Regions from separate parts of the Gossypium hirsutum genome. Here region 2 is linked to region 1. Evidence: chromatin contacts called from public Hi-C data. All regions are on one chromosome and are shown on one strand. The core of a region is the stretch at or near the end of the contact, and the rest is flanking DNA. Distances in the headings are between cores, read along the strand shown.

The links. Hi-C and Micro-C count contacts between places; a contact is called where the count stands out from the background.
Region 2: a contact with region 1 is called in a Hi-C map of leaf, with 2.0 times the contacts expected there. The contact joins the promoter of LOC107901564 here to the enhancer-like site in region 1.

The regions. Positions count from the first base shown.
Region 1 is chrD06:21,489,637-21,495,812 of Gossypium_hirsutum_v2.1, forward strand. No RefSeq gene overlaps it. Among protein-coding and RNA genes, the nearest start is that of LOC107901557, 75 kb to the left of the region's middle. Within about 2 kb of position 3,770, at least 3 of the 9 cell types and tissues checked have an H3K27ac peak or open chromatin away from gene starts, as enhancers often do. A contact at or near this core is called in leaf, where this site is marked.
Region 2 is chrD06:21,955,981-21,962,221 of Gossypium_hirsutum_v2.1, forward strand. It overlaps LOC107901564 (transcription factor MYB3R-4), which reads left to right and starts at 4,058. Exons shown (of 12, transcript XM_016827623.2): 1 at 4,058-4,414; 2 at 4,799-4,936; 3 at 5,134-5,188; 4 at 5,432-5,489; 5 at 5,572-5,666; 6 at 5,785-5,888; 7 at 6,219-6,241. The coding sequence starts at 4,854.

The DNA.
Region 1 (6,176 bases), core at 2,520-5,019:
CATTGCATATTATTAGGGAAGACAACCACACACGAGCATGAAGACCTATTGTTTATAATTCTTCATAATTGTACAAATTATTATTACTATTATATTTTGTTTAGCATATAGGACTTCGATTGTATCCATGAAAATATGTTTATTTATTTCATTGGTATATGGTAATTTCAATTGTCAATTCAAGTTAAGCATTTCTTTAGGTTTCACATATGCATTTGCATTTTCCTTTGTATTAGTTTCATGCTTGAGGACAAGCATGATTTAACTTTGGGGGAGTTTGATAAGTGCGTAATTTTTCAATTATTTGTGATATTTTTCACCTTAAATTAAGTTATTTCTGTTCTTAATTATAGTATTTATACTTATATTTTATTTATTTTGCGGTTTGATTCAACCGTGTAGCTTTAGTATTTTGCCTATAACTTCAGTTAGAGACCTCTGTTTTGGACTCATAATATACAAATTCGAAGGGAATCACAATATATAACTAAGGCAATTTCACAGATGAATCCCACAAACATCAAGAAGACATCCAAAAATGGTTTAGAAGTTTAACGCAAAAATTGCCAAAATATCTTGAAATTTTCTATTTTATTTAATTAAGGGCACTTTTGTATTTTCTTCAATATAATAATTTTCCCTATAAATAGACATTATCAGGTTAAGATTAGGGGACTTAGACCTAGCCGTTCTTAGTTTTATCTTGTTTTCCTTATTTTATGGGGTTTTAGACTTGTCTTTCTAGTCAAAAGTTAATTGAAGTTTGATTCAATAAATTCGTGAGACTTAATTTGCACTTTAATTCTTCTTTATTCTTTGATATTCATGCATCTTTTGTTTTAATTACAATTGCTCAGGTTTATTAAATATGTAGTCATATTTGATAGTTTAGAACGCGTTCCTTTTCAATTAGGATAATTAAATTTGTAATTGTTTAAATTATTCTAATACTAGTGACGAATTACATAACTCATTTATGTTATAGTTTATGTTTATATGGTGTGGATGTGTGATTAAATGAACCCCATTGAGGTGAGTTTGTTGGTTAGAATTAGGTAACTCTAGTTCTAAATCTTGTTGATAAGTTAAATCTTAATTGTTGAGTTGTAAGGTTATTTATTGGTTAGGGAAGTAATTTCAAATGAGTTGTCTCTTGGTTACCGAATAAATAAAGAGAGATTGGTTGCCCGACATTGAGTCAACAACTAGAACTAATTTAAGGCATTGAAGTTATTCTTGCGTCGATAACCAAATCTATGAATCAAACAGAGATTTTACCTTTGGCTAGAGTTTCTTCATTTTTTATTTTATTTTATTTTATGATCTCTTTTTACTTTGCTTCATTTTAATTTTAGTTTTTAATTCTAATCCCCTTCATCTTTATTTTACTTGTGTATTAGAGAAATAAAATTATCATTGGTCTCTATGGATATGAATCTACTTGCTGCTATCTACTAATTTTTATATTTTTCAAGTAAGTTTTTATTTTTATAGGTCGACAGCCTAACATATTAATATATTAAATTTTTAATAATATTTTATGTATTGCTAGTTATAATTGTAAATATACATTTTAATATACTAAATTACACATAGTTATTGATATGATATCTTTTATTATAGTCTAAAATATAATTATAGTTATATATATATAATATTATTTCATTATATAATACTATATCACATGTTATAATAGTAGAGTAGTACATAATATTTTTAATTATTATCATATATTATTGTTTATTATTATACTAGTTAAAATATACTCTAAGTCCCTATATTTTTCATACATTTCAAAGTTGTCCCTCCTACTATATTACATAATATTATATCTTATAGTATATAATATATTAATAATTTATATATATGCATCAATGATTAAACATTATAATATTCAGTAATATTATTTCTTTTATTATATATAATAGAAGTACATTATATATTAATTATTAATTATTAATTATTATATTATTTGAAATATGTTCTAGGTCGCTATACTTTTCATAGATTTGAAAGTTAGCTCTGCTACTATGTCATGTAATACTATATCATATAGTATATAATATTATGTAATATAATAATAATTATATACTATAGATTTTAATAATTATTAATTTTATATATTTATTATACATATATAATCATAGTCGTAAAAATATTTTATATTAAACTAATATTTTTAATTTTTAACTTTATAATTTAACATAAAAATTACTATTAATTGCGGTTCCTATTAATAAAATTTTATTATAAATATGTCATGCATATGAATAAAATTTCATAAATAAAAAAATTATTATTTATTTTTTTAGTATTGAAATCTATATTAATTATTAATGTATATGGGTGTTTAATTATAAATTCGAGTTTTTCCGAACTTTGGGTTAAATTATTCTCAAGCTCAGGCCAAATTGGTCTCGAACTCGAATTCTTATAGACTCGGGTATTTCTTGAGCTCTGTTTTTGTTGGGCTAAGATTTTTTCAGGCTCGAGCTTTCTCAAACTCGGATTGACATGGACAGCCTTTCAAGTTCAAGCCTGTTTTACTAGCTCTTATTATGGATATATATTAGTAAGTCCAAAATGATACCACCCTTACTTGCTACTATTAAAGTAATGGTGTGGATTTCTTTTTACTATTATTCAATTACATAATCAATACCATGTGAAAATTCAATCAACCATGTTCAATCAATAACAAATATATGCGAACTAATGCTTACAACTATTTTTTTAAAAATGCGTCATCTCTTTATTGTCAATAATAAAAGGTATTATAAATTTGAATTTACTAATAATATTATAAAAATAGACTATCAAACTATGTTAAAAATAAAGTATATAAATTTACGGATAATATAAATTTTGGCCCTTGAACTTGGCAATTAGGTCTACTTAGGTACCTATATTTTTTTTGTCCACTTTGATCCTTGAACTTGGCAACTAGATCTATTTTTGTCCCTGAACTTGGGTTCTGTCAAGATTTGGTGATGTAACCAATGTTTCTAGAACATGATCAAAATAGACGAACCGAGAATTAAGCAATGCTCGAACAAAATGGTTGAACTGATTGATACGGAAACTGCTTGAAATTGGTAAAAATCAAAATCTAGGACAAAAATTGTCAATTGAACCAGTTTAATATATTTTTTTTGTTACTTTACGTTTTTATATTTTTATGAATTTTTAATTACTTATTTAATTTTTGTTGGTTTGTTGGTTGAATTAATCAAACTAGTTGAATTGGGAACCAATGGTCTGATTTGTGGTTGAATTGGGAACATGCTGAATTAGTTGTACCACATCATCATCTGAAAATTTATATAAAATTTATAAATTTTAAATTTTCATGTAATGATGTGGCACAATTTTAGAGTGCTACATCATCAAATTTTTATATTTTTCAAGTTTAGGGATCACAATGGATTTAACTGTTAAGTTCAAATGTCAAAGTGGATAAAGAAAGTATATCAATATAAACTAATTGCCAAATTTAAAGGAGAAAAATTATATTATCTCATAAATTTAATCCTAAATCATAACATAGAAAAGATCCTAAATTCATAATTAGAACGCACCTAAAATAAAAAACTAAGAACAAGCTCCGGTTCCGTGATGGAAAGACTAAAACCATGTCAGTTTATATAGCCATATGATCTTCGAAGCCCATGAAGACCTTTGATAAGTTGAACAGGCTAATTTGCATAGATACTTATTACATATAAAGCCCCAAATAATGTCTCCAACTGCCACCGCTTCACTTAAAAATGCAACTTCTATCAAGTGGATTTTGGTAGAGAGGGCTGAAAAAAGGTGGGTGTATTTAGATTGTCTCTCCCCAACATGATTGATTGGGCCATTTCATCGCTAAAGGCATCTAATTTGAATGAAATCAACAGTTTTGTCAATAATGTGTTTAAAATTTCTTATTGGACCTTTTATCAGAGTTTTAGCATGGGTTAGGCCTTTTGGGAGTTCTATTTTGTTGAAACTATGAGTCGTATAATGGGTATAGATTTACATGTATTTAAGTCTTTTTCTTTTTTCTTTTGAGATTCTGGCCCAACTAAGCTTTTGCGCGCCGCTAAATAAATATATAAAAGAAAATTTAATTGCATCATCCATCTCTAAATTATTATTTAATTTTTAAATTATACTAAATTTCATTGTCTCAATTGATTCATCAAATTATTAGTAGTTTAGACATTAAATGTTAACTTACATATGATATTGTACATATTTAAATGGATTAAATTTAAATATGTGTATACTTATCAGATGGACAACTTGAATTTAACGTGTTAAAACAAATTGTTCGTATAAATTTTATTTACGTCTTTTTTTCCTAATATGTTATTATTTATACAATATATACACACGTATTAAAAATTTGATCAACATATTTAAATATAGCCCACGTTAGATTCAAACTAACACTTAATATCCAACCTAATAACTTGTCCGAAGAACCTAACTAATATGAAACTAGAACTTTAAGCACTCAGCTAGAATGTAAAGCCATTTGGAGCAATTACCTCAAAATAAATTATGGAAACTAATTACTAAAAAAACTATGTGATTATAGAATTTGGTTGAAGCCAAAAAGTACATAATCATTATTTAATGGTAAATTAATTTATTTTAAAGATTAAAAACAAAGCTTAAAAAGCCTTAATAGTTGTATCCTTTTTGGGTTAGTTAAACAGTAGGAAGATGCATAAAGTTTTAGCCTTGTAGGTACTTTTTTGTTTTTTTTTGGAAGGTTGTAGGTACTTGCTTTTAGTTCCAATATGCTTTGCCCATCTTCTTACCTAAATTCTAAGCAAGTCTTTGCATGTGATAAAAGCAAACCAAAATGAACACGTTTGGTTGGACATCCATTTAAATTGATCAAATTTCATTGTAATCCTTCTACTACGTTGAAATTTCAGATTTAATCTCTTTAATCTGACATAATTTTATTTATCTATTTTTATAACGTTGCTAGTAAGTATACATTGAGAACATCGTTAGTTGTTACCGTTAAAGGGATTGTATGATTTAAAAAACAATTTTAAATAATTGACTAACATGTAAATTTATTATTACTTGAATTGGTATTGTCAAAATCGCTAGGCGGACTCAAGGCTATAAGACCCTTAAATAACCTAAGGTGCAAGGTGCAAAAAAATGCTCGCCTTAACATCACTAACTTTAATATGGTGGGAAGTGGTTTTGATGCATCTAGCTCCGTATGAGTGTCTTGGCGCCTAAACATCACTAACTTGAATATGGTTGTCTAAATTTTTACATAGCTTTGATTGTGTGACTGAATAACAGTAAAAAAAAATCACATCTCCACTCTAATGGAAGCATTTAATAATGTTATCAATTTGTGCATATTAAAAGTATGCTCAGTTATGTTATGATAAAAGTTGAAGCCATAACAAATGAAATAACAACAAGACTTTGCACACATAGACTGCCAACACAATTCATGCTTAACCTATATCTGTGGAGCCTTGCTTAGAGAACCATTTCACTAATATCAACATAGTATAAAGAAACAATTATTTAAGCCTAACCCTCTAACTTTCAAGTTGCAACCTCCCATTACATATTTTCTCTATCACTTAGTAGGTATTATACAGTCATTCAAAGATGACAATCTCAACAAGCAAATTCCTTACTTGAGCAAATAGATTTAATCACTAACATAAAAATCATATCACATAATTCAATAATGTAGATCATTTAAATAACCAACTCACTAAGATTGATGAGCTCATTCAACTTCTGTTTTAAACACTCATCATTTAAATAACCAAATCTCTTTTTCACGTCAACAACAAACTCTTCAAAATTACTAGGACTTCTCACACCTTATCTTCCATAGTATTAGAAATCATATGGAGTTTATATGCCTTAGCTTCTTATCCCATGAAGAGAAAGTTATTTAAGCTCTTATACTTGACATTCTAATTTTTTTTACTACATAAAACATTAGTGAAACTAATACAAAAATAAAGTAAAAATTTTTCCAACTAAAGTTAGTGTTATGCTAGAGAATTGTGGTTGCCAATGTTGGCACAAGTCAAGCCACTTCATCTATACAACAACTCTAAATCCTAACAATATCCCCAATTTGGCATTTTTGGTAAATCTTAAAACACAAGCAAAAAGTAATTACAACCAGA
Region 2 (6,241 bases), core at 2,808-5,307, 470 kb after region 1:
GATTTTTGGTCACAAGTCAAATAAAACCCATTTTAGATTATTTTTTTAAATGTGTAGTATATGTTTAAGTTGCTTCACCACAATGAATAAAATGAGTATCCAAAAAATGTTGGAAATATATATTAATTCTAAATCTCCTTGTATTATTAGATGTTTTGAATTAAGTGAAGATTCAATTATGACATTATATTTTAATTTGATAGTTTTCTCAACATTAGGTGGAGAGAAATAATAGCTGGATGAAATAATTACTTGGAATGAATTATCATTATATAGATCCTTATAAAGATTAATTTCAACCAAAAGTTCAAAAAGATAATTCATTTTATGGCAAGTTAACTGTCAGGTGTATTTTTTGACCTGATGAGAATAACCAAGTGTCATATACCAGCTGATGTTTTGAAGTCCCACTAGGATATCCTGTTAGAATAAATGAAAGTAATGTCTGCCTGGAGCATGGTTGATTGATTGGTTCCAAAGATGAAAATTCCCGTAAAAGAAAATAATGAATCAAGATGGTCATATGGTGGAGGCGGGTGCTCCTAAAAAGACCCAAAGACATAACTAATGATTAAAACTCCAAAAAAGATTCAGGTACATGAAAATGAAGATGAAAATAATGAACATAAAGAAATCTCGATAAGTTATGTCAGTACAAGAAAATATGGAATTGCGAAATGAAAAGTTACCGACAATGTTGTGAAATATAAACATGGAACATGCAATATTATTGTTGAAATAATGAAAGAAAATGAAGATATTGAATAAGTCTATTAAGGAATATAGACATGGAAGAGCTTGGCCAAAATAGAAAGACGCAATTCAAGTAGAATTAAATTTGTGAAGTTTCTATAATAGTAGTCCAAACATTTAAAGTTATAAAGCCAGTGATGGTACAAATGAGTAATTTTGAAAAAAATAGAATAATTGATTATGAAATATATAATATTTTTTGTGGTAGATGCAATAACCTTTAGATATCTCATTGGTCTAACAGTTCATGAAAGATTTGACATGCGTTTTATGATTATGGTCACAACATTCATATGAATCACTACATGATGAAGTTTATAATAGAATCCTTGAATGATTTAGAATGCTAGAAGTATATAATTTTTTTAGGAAATTGTTCAATATATTTACGTAAATATTTATGATTATTTGATTGGAACATATGTATTATTATAGAATGATCATGATCAAAGTTAGCTATGATCATAGTTGCGACTCCTAAAGAGATCAAAATATATTTCTTCAAAATTTTTCATCACTCATGACTTCTAGAAGTATGATGATATAAACACATATCAAACTCGTTCAAATGATCATTTGAAAAGTTGATATTCATTATTGAATATGTAAAATATGAGATATTATGTGATGATGTCATGTGGGGGAGTAAATACATCTTGTACTTTTTTTCCTTTAACCGAGGTTTTGTCCTATTAGATTTTCTTAGTAAGATTTTTAATGAAGCAAGTCATGCATATTACCGATAAGTGTACTATTTTCCTTCGTTAAGAATTTTATTCCACGAGGTTTTTATCTTAGTAAAGTTTTAACAATGCACATTATCAACCAATGAACATCTAAAGGAGAGTATTATGAATATTTTATTATTAAATAGATGTGCATCAGGATCAAGATAAATTTGATGTACTTTAGGATTTTAATAATCATTAGAAATAGAGGTTTATATAATGTATATTTCTTATGTCTACAAGTATAGACTTCGAATAAGCTTTACACACTTCTCTTTTGTTGTTCTATTTCTTTTGTTTTTACTCCCTTTATTTCTCTATTTTATAACATATATAATAATTTTAAGATATTTTTATAAAGCTTAATTCATTTTAATATTTATTTATAATAATAAAAGGGGACATTTTGAAAAAAAAAAAGTTCAAATATGACAAATTTATTGTAACAAAATGAGTATTATTTATCTCGCATTTCAACTATATTTGTTGTCGGTGCTGTTAGGATTTCGTGGCTATAATTACATATCACGAAAAGTGAATCAAGAATTTACTTTTAGATTTACCTTTTAATTACGGTCAAATTTTCCTTTAGTCCCTGTATATTGGTAAAGTCTAAATTTAATCCTTAACTTAAAAAAGTTTAAAAATTAAATTCTTTTATTTTTCGATTTAAATATTTTACTCCACAATTAGAATTTTCCTTCACAATTTGTTTACTATCGCATATGCTTATTGAGTTCATAATAATTTGATTTTAAATTTAATAAGATTGTATGGGTATATTAATACTAAATTTTAACAGAAAATAATAACAATGTCAACAATTAAATTATGATTTTTAAATTTAGAAGTAAGACACTTAGGTTGGTGTGATTTAAGAATTTCTTTTAAAATTTTCAATTAAATATATTTTTTTAATGTTTCATTTTTCATTTGTCAAGAGAATGAGAATGAAAATGAAAATAAGCTTCTTTTTTTTTGAAAATAAATATACTTTTTTAAAATAATTTATAAGTAAATTATAGGTTGAAATCACAAATACAAGAAAACCACAGTTAATACATATCCGAGTAATTAATTTAGTATAAACTATAAAGCACAACTAAATTAAAAATAAAAAACTATAATTAGAATCAACTTAGTACGAAAAAAACGAGTGGACTAAATTCAACTCAAAAGTAAAATAAATTCAACTTAAAACCTCTACCTTACATGTAATCCAACTCCTCCCTAACAAATCAAACATGCCTTTAATTTTATATGTTAAAAAAATTAATTAAGTTCCTATAGTAAATTTGCATCTAATTAAGTTCTTGTCATTATCAAAGCATCATTCTTGACGTTAATGGTTTTGTCGTTGACTATGTTAACCATTGAAAAATAAATTGAAGGACCAATCACATGGTGACACATGATAGCTTTTGATTTGATCTAATATTATTTCATTAAAATTATTAAAATTTATAAAAACTTATAAATATTAAAAATATATAAAAATCTAATAAATTATAAAATATATAAAATTAATAAAACTTATTTAAAATATATAAATTTAAAAAAAAATAAAATTCTTAAAAACTAATAAAAAATTGTAAAAAAGTATTAAAAATATTAAAATTGATATAAACTTATAAAAATTATATAAAAAAATAATACAAACTTGAATTGGAGTGGTTAGCCCGAAATTGGCAACGATAACGGTTCAGGGAAAGCCATTAGACCGATTGACTAGGGAATCAAACGATTGAACCGATTTTTTTATTTTTTTAATATTTTTATCAAACCAAAATTTTATTATTCAACTATTAGCATATGTTAGAATAGCCAAGGTTTTCAGAAGTCATTGGTTTGCAAGTTCTACTGATTTATCCAATTCAATTAAATAAAACATTAAAAAAAGAGTAAAAAACAAATAGTTCAATCTGTTCCATGTTAGCAGCTTTAGTGGCTTTCTTCGGACAGATACCCTTATCGATTTCAGTCTAATCAATCCAACCAACTGATCTGGCCTAGTTTTTATGATTTTCTAATAACTTTTATAAGTTTATATCAGTTTTAATATTTTTTATAATTTTTATTATTTTTATAGAATTTTAATATGTTTTTATAAAATTTTAAACATTTTAACTATGTTTTATCAATTTTATAATTTTTTTATAATTTATTAGAATTTTTATATTTTTATAATATTTACAATTTTTTATAAGTTCATATAGATTTTTATATTTTTTAAAATATTTAATAAATTTATTTTTTTGTGATTTTTATAATAATTTTAATGATTCTTTAATCATTTTTATAAAAAAATTAGATTAAACAAGAAGTTATTACACGTCACTATGGTTGTCCGTTAATTTTATTTTAGCAATCAACTTGGTCAATGATAGAAGGAGGAGTTTAATTGATTTTTTTTTTTATTTTCTTAAGGTTTTTTTTTTTTACATATAAGCTATTTTAAAGTTTTCAAACATAAGGATTAAATATAAAAACTTTATTTATATACAGGGACTGGAAGCAAATTTAACATTTAATTATTAGTTTCAAATAAAGAAGAACAAAAATGGTTGTTGAAATTTGGAAAAGAAAGAACGAAAAGAATAGAAGAGGTCGTACCAAAACGTTGACGACAGCGATTCCGACGTGGCCAAATCTGGACCGTCAAATCCGTAACAAGTCGATCTTAAACCATAGGGTTTGAAATACACCATTCGTCCGCCCCTTTATGTTTGAATATCTCTTTTGTACCGTTTCATCCTCTCTCTCGCAACGCTTCGCTTTGCCCTTTTTTTTTCGCATTTGCTTTTGCAGATCTAAAAAAAAAAAAAAACCTTCAATTTCTCTTCATAATCTTCGCTTTGAATCTGCTAAAGCGCTCCGTTTTTACTTCCCCTCTAGACCGGTTCTCCATTTCTCCGTTTTCGAAGCTCGGTTTGGTGCGTAGTACTTTCTTTTTCTTCTTTTAGGGTTTTTCTTTTTAAAATCTTATAAACTTGAAATGAATTCAATTGTTCTTGTTGTTCAAGTTAAATGTTGAATTTCCGAGTTGTTAGAAACTAATTTTGATTTTGGTCATGATCTAGGGTTTGAATTTTAGAGAATTTATTCTAAATTTCGATTTTTTAAAATTTTTTTGGTTAAATTACTCGAATTTCGTACAAAAAATTCAAATTCGTTGACGTCTGACTTTTTAGTTATAAGTATAAAAGTTATTCGTTTTTTTTTTCTTCTCTTTTATGTTAGTTTGTTCTGTAGTTAGGCGGGGAGGAACTTTCTAGTTAGGTTTGATTATAATGATTTTGAGAGCATATTGCGGACAGAAGTGTTGTAGAGTTGGGATTGGGGTATGCAGCTTTATTCATCTGTAAACAAACTATGGAAAGTGACATTAAAGTATCAACTCCTTCGGTTGGGCTCGGCAGCAGTGATGGTGCTCAGAGAATTCGACCTGTTCATGGGTATTTTTCTTTTAATAGCATAGTGATTCTTATTTTTAGTAACTCTTAACTTGAAAATTTTAATACCATTATTGATGTTCTTGGCTGTTCTTCCTCTCCCACTATAATGTTTTTTTATTCTTATGTTATTGTACAAGTTACAAGAAATTGATTGTTTTATATGCTGCTGAGTTTCTTGACATTGCTTCATTCTATAGGAGGACTAGTGGTCCTACAAGGCGATCTACAAAAGGACAATGGACTGCTGCAGAGGTATTATTATCTTGTTTTGTTATGTTTTTTCTATTCTGTTTCAAGTCTATACCTTTTTGTACCTTTTCCCTTTTTGTGTCATGTATTGTAGTATCCGTTCTAGTCCTGTGGCTCCTGCCCTTAAATATGATCTGTATTGGTGTCCATATATAGATGTGTGTATGTTTTGTGTGTCTATCAGTATATGTATGTATATATTCCTAAATGATTTTCAATTTGACAACATAATTAATGGCCCCCCAGGATGACATTCTGAGCAAAGCTGTTCAACGTTTTAAAGGAAAAAATTGGAAAAAGATAGGTATGATTTCGAATTGAAGTGGCATGATAACCCTTCGTGCTTCGATTTGCATGTTCTGATTGTAAGGCTGGTTCATCTGCAGCGGAGTGTTTCAAGGATAGGACTGATGTACAGTGCTTACATAGGTGGCAAAAGGTTTTGAACCCGGAACTTGTTAAAGGGCCATGGTCAAAAGAGGTGATTGATTTTACTTATTTCTTTCTTGCAATTCCTTGAAGTGTTTGTTCTTGACAAAACAGAATTTTTTCTTTATACTATTAGGACATTCTGAGCTTATTTTGTTAAATATAAGCAGGAGGATGAGCTGATTATTGAGTTGGTGAACAAATATGGGCCAAAAAAGTGGTCAACCATTGCTCAGCACTTACCTGGACGTATTGGAAAGCAATGCAGGGAAAGGTGTGATAGTGGAGCTGTTAATTTTGATAGTTTAACCCTACCTACATTTAGAACATTGGAGAAGGCCATGAAGAGGGGAATGTTGAACCTTGGAATGTGTCCTTTCCCAGGATGGATGAGAACAGCTGGGCAAAGCCTGGTTGCATTGGTTAATCCTGTTGAACTTAACAGTTTGCCAGGGGTTATCCTTCTTGGATATTATTGTAGACATCTCTTGGATTTTATGAAAGTATTTTGCTGTTGTAGTGCTCCCTTCTTTCTGCCTAAATTAAGAAAGAAAATGTGTTCCAGTTTTTACACTTGTGCTCATAGAACTAATTGCTTACGCAGGTGGCACAATCATCTCAATCCTT